Linked DNA regions of Mus musculus: region 1 is linked to region 2. A link is a contact called in public ChIA-PET data. All regions are on one chromosome and are shown on one strand. Each heading gives the region's core, a stretch centred on a gene start, on an enhancer-like site or on the middle of the called end of the contact. The rest is flanking DNA. Distances are from core to core; before and after follow the strand shown.

Region 1 (2,957 bases), core at 42-2,541, 91 kb after region 2:
TCAGTGCAAGCCTGGCACAGGCACAGGTGCCGGCAGGGCAGAAGCAGCACCGTTTTGCTCTGGTCCTGGCAGATAACACACTTCTTCCGCTCTTCTTGCTCCTTCAACAGCTTCCATGGGTCCTGCCCAGCGGCAGGCTCGTCCTCGTTGAGTTGCTCTCGGCCTCTAGCTGGTGCAGTTCTGATGACCTCCTCTTCTGCTTCAGGAGGAGTGTCCTGTGGCTGGATCCTGGCTGAGAACACCCTCCTGGGGCCACCTTGGGGGGCTCCTGGTGCTCCTCCCCGATTTGGCCAGCTGGCCAGTTGTAGGCTGCGGCTCCAGACTCTGCGCCAAGCCTCCAGACCTAGTGGAAGGCGAGTCAGCCGTACGATATCCTCCCAAAGCCGGTGGTAAGATGGGCGGGCATGAAGCTGACTGAGAGCTTGAGTGGCCAGCCTCAGGGTTTGTTCTGGGTGCAACACAATCAAAATCACTGCCAGCACGCAAGCCAGCAACACCAATCCAGTGAGATGGAAAACCACACAGCTGGCCAGCAGGCGGGCGGCTGAGGCCAACAGCTCCAGTGCTAGCTGGCAGGGGGTCCACAGGAGAATGGCCATAGCCACTGCACTGCTGGAGATGTGAGCGAGGAAAGCAGCCACCACGTCTGTCATCCTCCAAAGAGGCCCCGTTACAGCATCCCACAGGGCCAGCACCAGGGAGAAGAAGTTCTGAGTGCTGATGAGGCAGATGTTGACTAGACTGTTGATCACATAGGCCACCAGGCTCATGGCAATAGCACATATGTCACAGGCCTGGCGCAGCAAAGCATGGCCATTGGAGACCATGTTCAGGATGCCCCGATTCAGGAATTCCCGGCTCCTCAGAGCTCCGTGGGAGGCCAAGTGCCCCAGTAGCTTTAAGCTCTCCAAGCCAGAGTAGCAGCTATAGAGGAGCGTCCCCAAGGCCTGCAGTCCCCCGAAGGTAAATCGGACCACAGCTTCAACTAAGGCCAGCAAAGAAAGCAGGAATCCTCGACCCAAGTGCAGAAGACTGGTAAGTACCGTGTGTGGCAGATTGTAGATGAAGGCCAAAAGCCAGGCCAGGGTAGCCAGGAGGGAGGACACGAGCAGGAAGTTGAGATCCAACATCAAGGTCAGCAAGTCCAGCACCAGGCCCACCCCATTCACCACCAGGTAGACAGCCTCCATGATAGGGCTGCGAAGTTCAGGACAAAAGGAAGGCTGGCTCCTCAGGGAAGGCGGTGTCAAGGTTGCCACTATTGTGGCGAGATCGGAGTGAATTTGGAAGGGATGCGAACGTCTAACCAAGGAAGAAGCAAGGGCTACAGAAGTGGGCTTCAGGGAAGACTTTTACAGAAGGGAACGGCGTCCCGGCTTGGAAGGCGGAATGTTCGGGAGCGAAGAGGTGAAACATCTCTAAAGTGACAGCGAGCCTGGACCGGAGGAAGCACCTCAGCGTTAGGAGCCTGGAGCGGTAAACACGACAGGGCCACGGGTCAGACCGGGAGGAGACCCGCAAGGATGGGACGGAGTCGGGAAGGGCCGGGTCGGGGCCGGGTGGGGGCGGCGCAGGCTGGGCGCGGGCTCGCGGTCCAGCCACGCAAGTGCCCCTGTCCCCGCCCGGCCCCTGTCCTCCCGCTCGCGGCGAGTGGCACCCAAAGGGAGAGCGGGACGGAAAGTCAGCCTCGGCAAATCCCGAGCGCGGCCTCGACTCCACTGGGCGCCGCCATCTTGTTTGCGAAGGGACGTGGCAAGCAGGGGGCGGGACTATAGCCTGTGGCCAATCAGTGAGGGGCAATGGGCAGAAATGTCGACAAACCATTGGTGGTTTTGAATGGCGCCCAAAGACAGTTTCCAATGAGAGGGGTGGAAATGTGTTTATAAAGCGCCCCCTCCTCTTTGAAGTGGTGATAGGTCCGTTAGCATGTCGGTATAATTTTCCCTCCCTGTCCCGCTCCGCCCCTTAAAGAGCCAGAGCCACACTTTAATGAGGCTGCCTTTAAGTGTTGTGGCCCCAACTCCACCTGCTCCCGATCCTGCGTGCATTCTTGGAGCTCTGGGCTAGGCTCTGAGATAGTACCTCCTCCGCGTACGCTGGGACCCCCGCCTCATCTCATTCATTCATTCATTCATTATTTATTTATTTATTTATTTATTTATTTTTGGGTTTTCGAGACAGGGTTTCTCTGTGTAGCCCTAGCTGGCCTGGAACTCACTCTGTAGACCAGGCTGGCCTCGAACTCAGAAATCCGCCTGCCTCTGCCTCCCAAAGGCATGCACCACCATGTCCGGCTCATCATTTATTTTTTATCATTTATTAAGCACTTAACATGCCTTGGAAATACAACCCTTTTTAAGATTATCGTCTTATCTCAAGCTATTCACAAAGTGAAAAAGATTGTTAAAGGAGATCTGTTGTCATTGAGAAAAGGAGCCACAGAATGAAGGAGCTCTGCTTTCTACCTTGACCCCTATCAACATGTAGGCCATCTGTAACCCATACATCAAGAGCTCCAGTGTTTTCTACTTACCCGGAGGTCTCTCGGGTGACTATCATACTTGTTAGCCTTAATTGTCAACTTGGCACAGCCTGGAATCATGTGAGAGAAACCTCAATTTAAGGGATTGCCCAGGTGGGTTTGGTCTGTAAATTTGTCTGTGAAGGATTCTTTTGTTAATTGACAGAGGAGGACCCAGCCAACTCTGGGTAGCAACATTACCTAGGCAGAGGGGTCCTGGACTGTGTAAGAAGAAAGCTTGTGGAGAGTGACCCAGGAACTGTACCAGCTAGCTAGCTAGCCTCAGCCTCCATGGTTGGCAAAGGTAATGTGTAACTCCAGGCGCCTGCCATGACTTTCTGCCCCAGCCTCCCTCAGACATGTACTGTGACCTGAAGGTAAGATAGACAAACCTTTTCCTCCCCGCAGTTGCTCTTGGTCAAAGTGTTTTATCACA
Region 2 (2,793 bases), core at 107-2,606:
AGAGGAAAGGGCTGGCAACATGGCTAAGCAGGTGAAGGTGCTTTGTAGTCTGACTCATGAGCTCAATCCCTGGAACCCATATAGTGGAAGAAAAGAACAGTTTCTCAAGTTGTTCTCTGACCTCCACATTTGAGCTATGGCACACAAGTAGCCATACACATGCACACATGAGCACACATAGATAGATAGATAATTAACAAATACAACAAAACATTTAAAGAATAATTTTGAAGAACAAAGCTACCCATGTACATGAAAGTCCCATAATGAAACCTATTACTTAATCCTAGAAAGACAAATTGAAAAATTAAAAGTGAAAAATAAGCTACTTCATACTAAACATTTGTGCCTCCCCAAATGCACATGTTAAAGCCCTAACTCCCAGTGTAACAACATAAAGAAGTAACTAAAATTGGGTGAGGTCATAAGATTGGGTAAGGGTGGGGGCCTCCAATCTGATAGAATTAATGACCTTTGTAATTAATTTGTTCATTTGAGTGTCTATATGATGGGGGTAGAGGTCAGAAGACAATCTGTGGGAGTCAGTTCTCTTTGTATCACATGGGTCCCAGGGATTGAACTGGGCCCTAAGGCTTCACCCACTGTATCTTTCTGCCCCGGAATCAGTGTTCTAATAAGAGACAAAAGACTGTGGCTCTAGTGGACAAAACTCTTAGAATTCAAAAGCAAAGAGGCTAGCAATATAGAGTTTTAAATGGGAAAAGTATTTTTTTACTTCTTTTTTGTTTTTTGGGAACACGATTTTCCTATGTACCACCTGCCTCTACCTCCTGAGTGCTGGGACTAAAGGCATGTACTACCTCACCTGGCTGGACAGAATCTTGATTAGTCATTTCTCAAAAGATCATTCATAAATGGTCCACAGACACATGAAAAGATGCTTAGCATAATTAGCCATTTATGAAATGCCAATCAAAACCATAAGAAGCAAGCTGTGATATGGCTCAGTGGGAAAAGGTGTGTGTGTGCAAGGCTGATGACCTGAGTTCAATCCCCAGAGCCCGCATGAAGGTGGAAAGAGAGAATTAACTTCACAAAGTTGTCCACTCACCTCAGAGCCAGCACCCACACTTATACACAATAATAAATAAACAAAATTATTTTTAAAAGCATAAAAACTCACAAAGAAATTCTACCTCACAGCCACTGGCGTGGTTGTAGTTTTTCAAAATGAGGCAGGGGGGTGTTGGGGAGATGGCTCGGTGGATGATAGTGCTTTTCCTGTACAAGCAGGAGGACCTGGCCTCAAATTGTCATGAGCCACATCAAACAACTAGACATGGTTTCACACCTGCAACTCCAGTTCTGGGGGGAGGTGAAGACAGGAAGATCTCTGGGGCTTGCTGGCACCAACCACCCTAGCAACAGTTTCAGAGAGAGACCTTGTTTCAAGGGAACAGGGTAATAGAACAGGGCCTTTACAAATACACACACAAGCACATGGACATAACACACACACACACAGACACACACACACACACACACACATCATACACCATGGGAGGATGGGGAGGGAGGAGAGAGAAAAGGAGAGAGAAATAAAAAGAAAATAAGGCTGGGGATGTAATTCAGTTGGTAGAGTGCTTGCCACCAGCCTACATGCCGCACAAAACAGGCATGGTCTCATGCCGGGCTAAGGGTGTAGGGGAAGAGGGGGAGGGAGAGAGCCCGCGACCGGACAGAGTTCCTGTGCTCAGGGCAGGTGGACTCAGGAGGACTGCCAGATGCTTTCCACTCTGCCCCAGGTGAACATCTGGCTGTGAAGCCACTGACCCCACTTGGCAGGGGGTGGACAAGGGACAGCCCCCATACCAGGTTCTCAGTTTCTGGCATCCCACGCTGGATACAGCAGAGGAGCTAAGAACAGAATAGGGGCCCCAGGGAAGAGGGCAGAGGAAGAGAGGTTCCCACGCAGGCGAGAGTCTTTAGACCGGTCCGTGGCTGGAGCACAGGAAGGCCTTCTGACGGGAAATTAGGCACGGCTCCTTAGGAGAAAGCCTATCCCATCGTCCAAGCACAGCGGGCCTTGATGAACAGACACAGTTTATGGTTTTGGAGTTTTATTGTAGAAAGGCAGGGGGAAAGAGAAAAGGTAAGAGAGAGAGAGAGACCAGCCATGGCCAAGAGGACAAAGGGGGAAAAAGGAGAGAGAGAAGAAAGGCTGGAGAGTAAGAAAGCTTAAAGAGAGAGAGGTAAAAGCTTAGAGTGAGAGAGAGAGTAAGAGGGAGAGTAAGGACAGTAAAAGCTTAAGAGAGCAAGCAGGGGCCAAGCATCCCCTCTTATAGTGGGCTTCTTATCTTGTTGTTGCTAGGTAACTGGGAGGAGTCTAGCCTGAAGGTCAGAAGCTTGGGACATTGTGTACTTGACTAAAAGCCACAGCTTCTCCTGTGGGGGCTGTGGGGGTGGTAACTTCAACAGGAGCCAGGGGTCTAGGAGACACAAGGGAACGCCTTCCGTCCCATGTAGGTGAAAATTATCACCTCCAGGTCCTACAGGGGTTCAGACCTCAACTGGACTGGAGACCAGGCTGTCTGTGCATACATAGCCCATTGCCCCACAGTCACATATGCCTGTAACGCCAGGCTTAGGAAGATGGAAGAGAAAGGCAAGACCATCCTCAACTACAGAGCAAATGTAAGGCTAGCTGGAATGCATGCGAGCCCGAGTCAAAGGACTATGCTGCATAAAAATGAAGTGCTGCTGATAACGTGCATCCCCAGAGGCTGCATACACTCTATGTGGAGAATAAATAAATGGCTATGTCCTCCCTGC

What was found. ChIA-PET counts read pairs in DNA pulled down with a chosen protein or histone mark.
Region 1: an RNA polymerase II ChIA-PET map of effector CD8 T cells shows a contact between it and region 2, with 15 read pairs. The contact joins the promoter of Rnf26 here to the enhancer-like site in region 2. A contact is called at or near these places in 4 of 115 datasets of contacts at active chromatin or transcription factors (CD8 T cells, double positive thymocytes, effector CD8 T cells and 1 more) and 3 of 9 other capture datasets (adipose tissue, liver and pancreatic islet).

What each region holds. Positions count from the first base shown.
Region 1 is chr9:44,111,760-44,114,716 of GRCm38.p6, forward strand. Rnf26 (ring finger protein 26) reads right to left here and starts at 1,292. Exons shown (of 1, transcript NM_153762.3): 1 at 1-1,292. The coding sequence starts at 1,190.
Region 2 is chr9:44,020,980-44,023,772 of GRCm38.p6, forward strand. All of the region lies in intron 1 of Gm39323 (a long non-coding RNA gene), which reads right to left. Among named protein-coding and RNA genes, the nearest start is that of Gm39323, 20 kb to the right of the region's middle. Within about 2 kb of position 1,357, at least 35 of the 459 cell types and tissues checked have an H3K27ac peak or open chromatin away from gene starts, as enhancers often do. A contact at or near this core is called in CD8 T cells, double positive thymocytes and effector CD8 T cells, where this site is marked.